2 separate regions of the Sus scrofa genome follow, and region 2 is linked to region 1. Evidence: chromatin contacts called from public Hi-C data. All regions are on one chromosome and are shown on one strand. Each heading gives the region's core, a stretch centred on a gene start, on an enhancer-like site or on the middle of the called end of the contact. The rest is flanking DNA. Distances are from core to core; before and after follow the strand shown.

Region 1 (5,192 bases), core at 2,208-4,707:
CAGGTGAGTGCTGAAGGTGGTGGAAGGCATTTAGATTATAGCCCCTAAATCGTGAAAAGGCTTTCTTTAAAAAGTGGCAGCTACTTTTTGGGTGACTGGTACAGTTTTTAGATTTGCTTAGCAAAAAGCCAGGTGCCTCAAGGATCTGTTGGGCTGGGTGCGCCCCCTTGTGGGGCAGGGGCGGGACCACCACCTAGTTACCTGCCTGCCCAGCCCCAGGCTTCCTGACCTTGGAAAGGTCTTGGCCCCCTGGCAGGGGGGTGCAGTGGCATTCCCTTTCAAGTTATGCCCACAGAGGAGCGAGTCCATTCTGGACTTGCCCATACTGGCTGTCCCTCCTGGCCTAAGGGAAGTGATGTGACTTAAGGCCATGTGGGATTCAGTCTCTGGAACTTAGAGGCAGACCTGATCTGCAGTCCACGTCACGATTGCTAAGTGGGGGATGCTTCTCGAGTGGGCTCTGTCATCTGGCCGGAGTCTTCTGACCTGGAGATGGTGCTGAGAGCTGCTGGCCAGGAGGAACATTCTGGGGACCGCTGTCACTTTCGTGTTCTTTGAGAGCCACCTGCTTCTGAGGGGCTTTTGTGAGTTTGGCACGTTCTATGCCGAGCCTGGAGTGCTGGGGGTGCACTGCCTCCACGCCAGCTGCCTCTGAGGACCAGGGCCAGGAGACCGGCTTACATCCCCACGCTGTCCCTGGCTGACTCTGACCTACTGCCTGTGCCTCTGCACCTCGTTCCCCCATCCCCAGGAGGGGATTAGATATTGTTGTCTTCAGGGCCTGCCTAGGTCTCCACGCATACAAAAGGTCCCTGAGGCTTTGAGTAAGATTGCTCTGGTTTACCTTCAAGTAGCATCTCCCTGGGGACAGAGAGTATGTCTTAATTAGAGCTCGGCTTTCCCATCTTCCCTCAGTAACCTAGTTCTCCTTTCATGCGGAGAATGGGTTGGAGGTGGGGTGGGAGCTGCAGGATTTGGGCCCTTAGGGATGTGGCACAGGTGATATAACCGGTGGTGACAGGGAAAGGGCTTCAGGCCTGACAACCAAGCCTCCAGGTGTTTCCCAAGCTGCAGACCCCCCAAGGTTCCACAGGAGATGAGGCTTTTCTTCATGGGCTGCTGCGTGTTTACTGGGAGCTATGGCTGTAGCCAGGGTGGCAGTGGGCACATAGCCAGCATCTCCTGTGGACGGGGACCACGGCCCTTCTGGGCAGGATAGCAGCCATGCCGGGCAGCCCTGTCTTGAGCACACATGCCTCTCCTTCTAGGTGGCCACGAAGCGGGCGCAGGCCTGGTGCTACAGCAAAAACAACATTCCCTACTTTGAGACCAGCGCCAAGGAGGCCATCAATGTGGAGCAAGCCTTCCAGACGATCGCTCGGAACGCGCTGAAGCAGGTGGGTCTCAGCCCCTGCCTGTCTTTTCCTTACCCTTCTCTCCTAGCTGTCATTATCTGGGACAGTAATGACACGTTCTGCTAAAGCTTTCAGGAAGGATTTGTTGGTCAGTAACTTCAGTGGTGGAGGGCAATGGGGAGGTCAGCTAAGGCTGCCCTTGTCTGACCGGCACCTTTGCAGCTGTTGAAGTTGGGCCTCTAGAGGGCCCTCTTTAGGTTCCTTTTCCTGGTTAGGGAGGGAACTTGAATTCCAGTCCCAACTCTGCCTCTCATTGGATCTGGTTGGGGTTTTGTCTGTTACTTTTACTTTTATTTGCATTTATTTTTTGCGGAATTTATTCCTAGGCTCTAAGTTTTTGTTTCTTCAGTTTCTTCGGGATATCTTGTTCTTCTGGTTTAGAACAGGGTGCTCTTTCTCTGTCAGTGGGGTTGGCGGGGGAGGGGCGGTGCTTCTGGGTGGCTTTGTTGCCCTGCATGTGCTCAGTGACTGGAGAGTGCACACCCGAGCCTTGAGGTTCAGCGCTCTTCTCATTCTGGAGTTTGCGCAATTAAAATTCAGCACTTCCAGAGTTCCCACTGCAGCTCAGCAGGTTATGAACCCACCTAGTATCCATGAGGAATAGGGTTTGATCCCTGGCCTTGTTCAGTGGGTTAAGGACCTGGTGTTGCTATGAGCTGTGGTGTAGGTTGCATAGGAGGCTCAGATCCTGTGTTGCTGTGGCTGTGGTATAGGCCAGCATGTATGGCCCTAAAAAAGCAAAGCAAAAAAAAAATTCAGCACTTCCTTTAATCCACTGACCCTGTGTCCTGTGCTACTGTTTGGCCTCCCACCTCCACCACTGTTAAGACAGAATGGGGGAGTTCCCATCATGGCACAGTGGAAGCAAATCCAACTAGTAACCATGAGATTGCAGGTTCAATCCCTGGCCTCGCTCAGTGAGTTAAGGATCCAGCGTTGCTGTGAGCTGTGGTGTAGGTCGCAAACTCGGCTCAGATCCCAAGTTGATGTGACTGTGGCGTAGGCCAGCAGTAACAGCTCCTATTAGTCCCCTAGCCTGGGAACCTTCATATGCTGCAGGTGTGTCCCTAAAAAGACAAAAAAATATGGAATGGCACACACTGCTTCTGTAAAGTGACAGCTTTGAGATGTTTGGTGGCTTTTCATACCCTTAATGGCCTGGGCAGTTTCACAAGTGCTCCTAAAGTGATTACGAAGATTTGAATGATTTTGTGGGGTTTTTGGGTCAAGTGAATAGTGAGCCATTTTTAGAGGTCGCTGAAGCCACTTAATGGAAAAGGAAGCTGGATCTAGTTTTTATCATATCTGAGCCCCTGCCCCTCCTGCTAACCTTCGGGTGTTAATGGAGGTGAAATGAGGTATACTGACTCTCAGTTGTCCTGAATGATCCCCAGAAAGTTAACCCAGAGCTTGAGTAATTCTAGTCCTTGGATAAAGTTTGCCTGCATTTTCTTGTTTCTTCAGCTGTAAACCGCCGCCCCCCCTGCCCCTGCCAAGTAAGTGATCTCTTGTTGGTATGTGTTAATTGAAGGCTTTTTGGTTCAGCCGCTCTATTGGGGCCGGTGAGTACAGGCATATTCCAGGCCTCATTAGTATCTGTGGGGGTACAAAGCTCAGGGGAGTAAATGGTAAGTGGGAAGGGCCCTGCAGGTCGCTGGCTTCTGGCAGCAAGTTTGCCCAGGCTGTGGTGCTCAGCTGACAGGGCATCTGGACCTGTCAGAATGGGTGGATCCAAGGACTGGGGGCTCCCTGCATCACTGCTGGAGTTTCTCTGAAAGAAAAGTATACCAAGGGACAGCAAAAGTCTGCGAGCCAGTTTTTGTAGATTGTTAGTTTGGCCACTGCATGCCCAAGTTCCTGAGCCAGGGATCTATGCCACAGCCGTGACAGCACTAGGTCGTTAACCCATTGTGCCACCAGGACAACTCCAAGGCATGTGTATTTTTAATGGAGGGTGCCAGTGTTTTCCCCTGGGACAGTAATACTTCACTTCCTACCAGCAGGGGGTTTTCTTTTTTCCTGCCCTGCTAGCAAGCAGTAGGCCTCCCCTGGGGCGGTCCTGACACCGCCCCCTGGTGGGTTTTCTCTGCTACAGCTGGGCTGCCCTGTTCTTGCGAGCACTGATGAATTGAAATTAACTTCACCTGCAATGCAGTGATCCCTACCTCCTTTGGCCATAGAAAAAAATGGAATGCCTTTTTAAATTTCTAGACTTTCCCTGCCTTTTTTGTAGCCAATACTCTGGTACATTTGGGGTCTCTTTTTTGTCTACCCTCCCCTTTCCCGTGTACTCTGACCTCTGGGAAGGCCAGCCTCCCCTGGCTGGTTTTACAATTTTTGGTTGGCTATTGTGGTGCATTTTCCATTTAGACCAAGAGTTTTATTCCAGTTACAATTTTTTCCTTCCTCACCCTCCCCCAAGACACAAGCTTATTGAAAGTCTGACAGGAATTGTTATTATGACAGTTGTATTCATGTGCTCTGGATGCCATAACCGAGACCACAGACTGGGTGGCTGAAGCAAGGCTTATTTTTTTCTCCATTCTAGCGGCCAGTAGTCCATCATTAAGGTGCCACCAAATTCCGTCTCCATTGAGGAAAGTGTTTGCAGAGGGCTCAGGTCGCCAATGGCTGCCAGTAGGTCAGATTGTGTTTTGGGGGCGCTGTAAACATCCTGTAAGGAGACGGTGGTGATTATTATCTTCACGGACTTTGTGACCATACTAGAAAGCATGGACTGGACGCTCCGGGGTCAACCCCAGTAGAGCTTTTAATACGTAGGCCTAGAGGTTTGTCAGGCAGTTATGAATGGACCAACTTTAGGTGACTACAAGCACTCCCTGCTTTCTCTCCAAATCCTTGAATGGCTCCTGACACACAGGTAGGTGCTCAGTTTTCCACACCAGGAAGTAGAAAGCTGTTCCTCAGAGGAAACACGCTGCTTGAGCACAAGTGACGGCGCCAGCCACAGCCCTAGCAGATGCTGGGTACGGGTGGAGGGTCTGTGCCTGGCTGGGCTCCGTGTGCAGTGCTGGGGACAGATCCTCCTAAACCTTTGCAAGAAAAAGACCCTAAGTCCAGAAAAATAAGGAGACTGAGAGGGCAGCGAGCACTTGACCCTGGCCCACGTTGCCCCTGGACGTCTGACTCTACATGTCGGCAGAACCTCTGGTCATCCCCTGGCAGCCAGGATGCTCTGACGCAGGGCACCTCGGCTCCGTTTTCCTGCTCTTGCTGCAGAACTTCCCTCTTCCTCGTGCTTGGCCTTTTCAGGTTGAGCACCTTCTGCCAGAGCCCCCTCTTCGCTGCTGAGCCTGCCCCCGCCCCCTCCCCACTCTGCCCAGCTCAGGCCTGATAGCCAGGCTCTCCGCTGCTGCTGCTGCCCACATGCCCTGAGTAACCAACGGTCTTTCCCTTGCCCAGGAGACGGAGGTGGAGCTCTACAATGAATTCCCTGAACCCATCAAACTGGACAAGAACGACCGGGCCAAGCCCCCGGCGGAAACCTGCAGTTGCTGAAGCGACAGTGAGCAGAGCACAGAGTCCTTCACGATCCAAGAACACACTTAGGCCTTCCACCACACGCCCTCCTTCCCCAGAGTCATCTCTCCTTTCCAGCTGCCAAGAGAAACCCCACCCTACTACACCCTCACCCTGCACACACACACACACACACACACACACACACATACATACCTGACACAGACTCCACGGCACAGGCCCGAGGCGGCTCCATCAGCGTCCCCACAGCAGCCCTCTTGTGGCAGCAGGATGGGC
Region 2 (5,278 bases), core at 568-3,067, 56 kb before region 1:
GGTCATAGCCATTGGGGGGAGGAATGCCTTGTTTTTAGATTCTGATTCCAGTCAGCTGGTAATTTAAATGCTAAAAAGGATACCAAGGAGTTCCCGTCGTGGCGCAGTGGTTAACGAATCCGACTAGGAACCATGAGGTTGCGGGTTCGGTCCCTGCCCTTGCTCAGTGGGTTAACGATCCGGCGTTGCCATGAGCTGTGGTGTAGGTTGCAGACGCGGCTCGGATCCTGTGTTGCTGTGGCTCTGGCGTAGGCTGGTGGCTGCAGCTCCGATTCGACCCCTAGCCTGGGAACCTCCATATGCGCGGGAGGGCCCAAGAAATAGCAAAAAGACCCCCCCCCAAAAAAAAAAAGGATACCAAATAGTCCATGGTGTTCATTCACAAACCACTTTCCTATCCTAAGAAATCTTATGTGGGGACCTCTCCTTGTGCCTTGCAGTGTCCTTCACATGCGGTAGGTGTGGAAAGAATGTTTGCACGAGTCCTCACTTGCCCTCCACATTTCCGGCACCCCACCTCCCTTCTTAAAGTTTCCTGAGTAGTCCTAAAGTGGTCCTTAGTCCTGCTCCCACCCAGCCAGCGAACCTGTGTTTCCACTGACCTGCGTGGGACCCTGCACAGACTGTCTCCAGCTTGTCTCCCTGACTTTGTCCCTTGGCTGCAAAGCCCATGTTGCCCTGACCTGCTTTACCAGCCTTTTCCTGATCACATGTGATCCCCTGCTTCTTTAGTCTGTCTGCATCCTGCCTAACTGGGTACCACTAGCTTTGTTTCTTAAGCTCTTCCTGGCCACTTGGGCTTGTCGTATTCTCACCTTTCGCTGAATCCCTGCCACCCATATTTTATATAGTGACTTAAACATGTCCTGTAGATGTTTTCATGCTTAAGGAGAGGGTCTTAGGGTAGATCCTAGATTAATATATTGTTTGCCCCCAAAATGTAACCATTTTGAAAGAACTAAAAATACATTCCCCAAGTGGCTTTTGATACACACACACACACACACACACACACACACACACACACACACACACACACACACACACAACACACCCTACCTACCTGTGTTTGGTTCCCTGTGTTTGAGAAAAGAAATACCTGTAAATTCTCCACATTGTTTGAAATCGGTGGACCAGATCCTGTGGGACTGTGGCAGCTTCCATAAGCAGGGCCACAGGAGGGTTTTCAAGGTAGTTCCTCAGCTTCAGTTTCTGCCTCTGAAAAATGAGAGTACAGGAAGTTCCCATTGTTGCTCTGTGGTAATAAACCTGAATAATATCCATGAGGATGTGGGTTTGATCCCTGACATCGCTCAGTGGGTTAAGGATCCAGTGTTGCCATGAGCTGTGGTATAGGTCATAGATGCATCTTGGATCTGGCATTGCTGTGGTTGTGGTGTAGGCTGGCAGCTGCAGCTCTGATTTGGCTCCTAGCCTGAGAACTTTCATATGCCTCAGGTGCAGCCTTAAAAAAAAAAAAGTGAGGCTACAGCAGCCCCTCTTATCCCTAGGTTCACATTTGTGGTTTCAGTTACCTGTGGTCGACCATGGTCCAAAAATACTAAATGGAAAATTACAAAAGTAAACAGTTGGTGATTTTTGAATCGTGTGCTGTTCTGAGTAGTATGACGAAATCTCCTGCTGCCTTGGTCCTTCTGCCTGGGATCCCCAGCCTTATGGTCCACATGCTCTTCTCCATACATCAGGCATCGACCTTGTTGTGGCTCCAGGATCCTGGGTCCCCCGAAGCAGATGTCATCCATCTGACATGTCATCAGGTCATTGGTAGCCTAACTGTTGCAATGTCTAGTCTCTCCTCCTTATTTCCTTGTGTCATGTGGACATTTGATCATCTTGCATCACAGGAAGAGGAAGGGTGAGCACAGCACTGTCAGGTGTTTTGAGAGAGAGTTAAACTTTATAGTGGGTATAGGGTTCAGTACTTACTGTCTGTGGCTTCAGGCATCCAGTGGGGTCTTGGAACCAATCTCCCAAGGATAAGGGCAACCACTTGTAGTTTAACTGACCACAAGATCCTTCCTGTTTTAACTTGCTTTGGCTCTTGGTTGTATGGCAGTGGCTTTAGCAATATCCTAACTGGCAAGGTGACCCCATCAAAACCCAAAGGACCCTTCAGCCATTGGAAAAGCTGTACCCTGTGTGGAGTCCTGCTCATTCACTTCTTTCTGAGGGGCAAGGGTGACCTCAGTGCTAAATGCTTAGCTTTTTCCTAGAATGAACTTGTTTCTGAACTATAGAAGCAGTGTAGAAGTCTTCAAGTGAAGAATTCTCTACCATCCTTCCATGTAATTTGGTGACTGTATGTCCACATTTACATTGTTATAGTTAAAGGGGATTGTACAGTACATATTTCTGTAGCTTGCTTTTAAAAATTTCTGTCTGTGTACTAGACATCTGTGCTTGTCAGTACATTGTTTACAATGGCTGCTGAATACTGCTGCCAAAGTTTAACTGACCTCTGAATGAACATATCAGTTACTTCCAAGTTTTTAACAAAATTATTTAATGTTTGTCTGTGTCTCTGGTTATTTATTTACTTAAGATATAGTGGTTATACAAACTTTAGAGGTTTGGTATTCATTATTACACTGCCTCCAGGAAGGTTATGCACTCGATATTTGTCATTTGGAAATTCTTTTTATATAAATAATTGCCAATTACTAGTTTTCTTTGTGGGGAAATTTTAAGTGGTGCCTCACTATTTAACATTCCTATTTCCTTGTTAAATGGATTCAACTTTTTAAAAAAGATTAACCATTTGTTTTTCTTTTGTGAATGGGCTTTTGTTCTCTAAAGCCCAGGGGAGGGTTTTTTTTTAAATGATTTTTATTTTTTCCATTATAGTTGAAATTTTTTTTTTTTTTTAATACATAGCAAGAATGTTTTGGAGTTCCTATTGTGGCTCAGGGGGTTATGAACTTGACTTAGTATCCATGAGGATGAATGTTCAATCTCTGGCTTTGTTCAGTGGGTTAAGGATCCAGCATTGCTGTGAGCTGTGGTGTAGGTCACAGATGTGGCTCAGATCCTGCGTTGCTGTGGCTGTGGTGTAGTTCGGGTAGTTCGGCAGTTGCAGCTCCAATTCATCCCCTAGCCTGGAAACTTCCATATGCTCCGGGTATGGCCCTAAAAAGCAAAAAAAAAAAAGTGTTTCTTACATAGTAAGAATATTTTTTATGTGGTAAGAATGTTGCCCCTTTTTCATGTTGCAGTGTTTCTGACTTGTTTCTCTTGGCTTGGTTTGGTTAGTACTGTTTTTCTAGTATAAAATCTTTTCTGTAGTCACATCTGTCCATTTGTTTTGTTTTCTGGGTTTCATATCATGTCCCATCCCTAGGACAATAAAAGCAGTGTTTTTTCCTAGTGCTTAGCAAGGAATTCTCCGTGATGTGATGTCAGAATCTTTTCCTATATGCATAGCTGCCCCAGTATTTCACTGTGTTGTCATCCTTTCCTCACTGATTATAAAGTTTTTTTAATCACACACACTAATTTTCCACCTACATGTGCCTTTTAAAAACACATCTGTTCATCCTTTGTCTCTGGGACAGTGCCCTGGCTTATTTGCTGCTCTGCTTCATAATGTATTTTGATGAGCTGGGCGGTTTTCCGTCTTTGTAGAACTCTGTTGAAGTTATGCTCAAAGGCATGTTTGCTTCTGATTAAATTGGTGCTCCTCCTGCTCCTTGTCCTGTTTCCTCATCAACTTGTCTGACATCATTTATCAGGAAATTTAGAAGAAGCCTTTTCCTGAGACAGCCTGGTAGAGGGAAGAGGCTCCTTCCCACCCCCCGCCCCCCCATGTATCTGGACAAACCCACACCCTCACTCACTCAGTCTGCAGGTCTTACTGAGCACCTGCCATGCCCCCCAGGCTTGTACACCCTGCTTCCTGACCCTCAAGGACCCTTGGGTTTGCTGGGACAGTAGTGCACATCTTTTAATCCTTATATCCTGGTTGCCCTGTGTGATGTATTGAAAAGAGACTTGGGAAAGCAGGTATTATGTTTTAAATTATGTTCATGATGCTTTTAAAAGCATTTCATGTTTTTGTTTTTGTTTTTTTAATGGCTGCACCCCCAGCATATGAAAGTTCTAGGCCAGGGATTGAATTGAGGCACAGCTGTGACTTACACCACAGTTGCAGCAATGCAGGATCCTTTAACCCATTATGCTGGGCCGGGGATCCAACCCACACCTCTAGCAGTGACCCAAGCTGCTACAGTCAGATTCTTAACCCACTGCACCATGGTGGGAACTCCCAAGCCTTTCTTTCTTTTTTTTTTTTTTTTTAATATTTAAATTTTTTTGGTCTTTTTGTCTTTCTAGGGCCACACCCTCAGCACATGGAGGTTCCCAGGCTAGGGGACGAATTGGAGCTGTTGCTGCCTGCCTATGCCAGAGCCACAGCAATGCCAGATCCCAGCAGCGTCTGCGACTTACACCACAGCTCATGGCAACACCGGATACTTAACCCATTGAGCGAGGCCAGAGATCGAACCCGCCAGCTCATGGTTCCTAGTCGGATTCATTCCCGCTGTGCCACGATGGGAACTCCCCAAGCATTTCATGTTTTGTCATCTTTGGTTTTGTCTTGTGATATTAGTACATACAATTACTTCTTAATCTGCTATTTAGATGGGTTTTTATTCCTAACTGCTCTTGTCTAACGTTGACAAACAAGATTTCTTTGTCATACCTCTGGAGATTATGTAATCATAGCAGATTACATAGGCATGGGCCAGACTTGGCATATGTTAGAAATGTTTCTTTTTGGAGTTCCTGTCATGGGTCGGCCAGTTAAGAACCTGAGTAGTATTCATGAGGATTCGTGTTTGACCCCTGGCCTTGCTCACTGGGTTAAGTATCTGCGTTGCTGCGAGCCGTGGAATAGGTCACAGACACAGGTCGGATCTGGTGTGGCTGTGGCTGTGGCTGTGACATAGGCCGGTGACTGCAGCTCTGATTGGACCCCTAGCCTGGGAAGTTTCAAATGCTGCAGGAGTGGCCCTAAAAAAAAAAAAAAATTTTTTTGTTATTTATTAATTGTAAGAGATAGAGGGGGGGAATTAATTTTTACAGATAAAGACTAGACTGTTGGGCCAGTCTTTATTTTCAGGGCTTTTGAGGAAATGTTAGCATCTGAATTGTCAAAAACAATTACCTTTTCAACAGAAAAAAGTATAGCGGGTCAACCAATCCTTGCTTTTTTTCTCTTGCTTGTTATCCTTTAAAGGTATAGCTAGTCATTTCCACA

The links. Hi-C and Micro-C count contacts between places; a contact is called where the count stands out from the background.
Region 2: a Hi-C map of liver shows a contact between it and region 1, with 1.9 times the contacts expected there. The contact joins two enhancer-like sites. A contact is called at or near these places in 1 of 5 promoter capture datasets (liver), 11 of 47 Hi-C or Micro-C datasets (blood, brain, embryonic fibroblasts and 6 more) and 1 of 2 datasets of contacts at active chromatin or transcription factors (alveolar macrophages).

Annotation. Positions count from the first base shown.
Region 1 is chr13:71,778,481-71,783,672 of Sscrofa11.1, reverse strand. It overlaps RAB7A (ras-related protein Rab-7a), which reads left to right. Exons shown (of 7, transcript XM_021069433.1): 5 at 1-3; 6 at 1,269-1,397; 7 at 4,839-5,192. The coding sequence ends at 4,934. LOC110256294 (a long non-coding RNA gene) reads right to left here. Exons shown (of 4, transcript XR_002337669.1): 3 at 5,112-5,192; 4 at 3,770-4,089. Among named protein-coding and RNA genes, the nearest start is that of HMCES, 49 kb to the right of the region's middle. Within about 2 kb of position 3,457, at least 11 of the 83 cell types and tissues checked have an H3K27ac peak or open chromatin away from gene starts, as enhancers often do. A contact at or near this core is called in alveolar macrophages and liver, where this site is marked.
Region 2 is chr13:71,832,255-71,837,532 of Sscrofa11.1, reverse strand. The region is part of intron 2 of RAB7A (ras-related protein Rab-7a); the gene reads left to right. Among named protein-coding and RNA genes, the nearest start is that of RAB7A, 52 kb to the left of the region's middle. Within about 2 kb of position 1,817, at least 13 of the 83 cell types and tissues checked have an H3K27ac peak or open chromatin away from gene starts, as enhancers often do. A contact at or near this core is called in alveolar macrophages and liver, where this site is marked.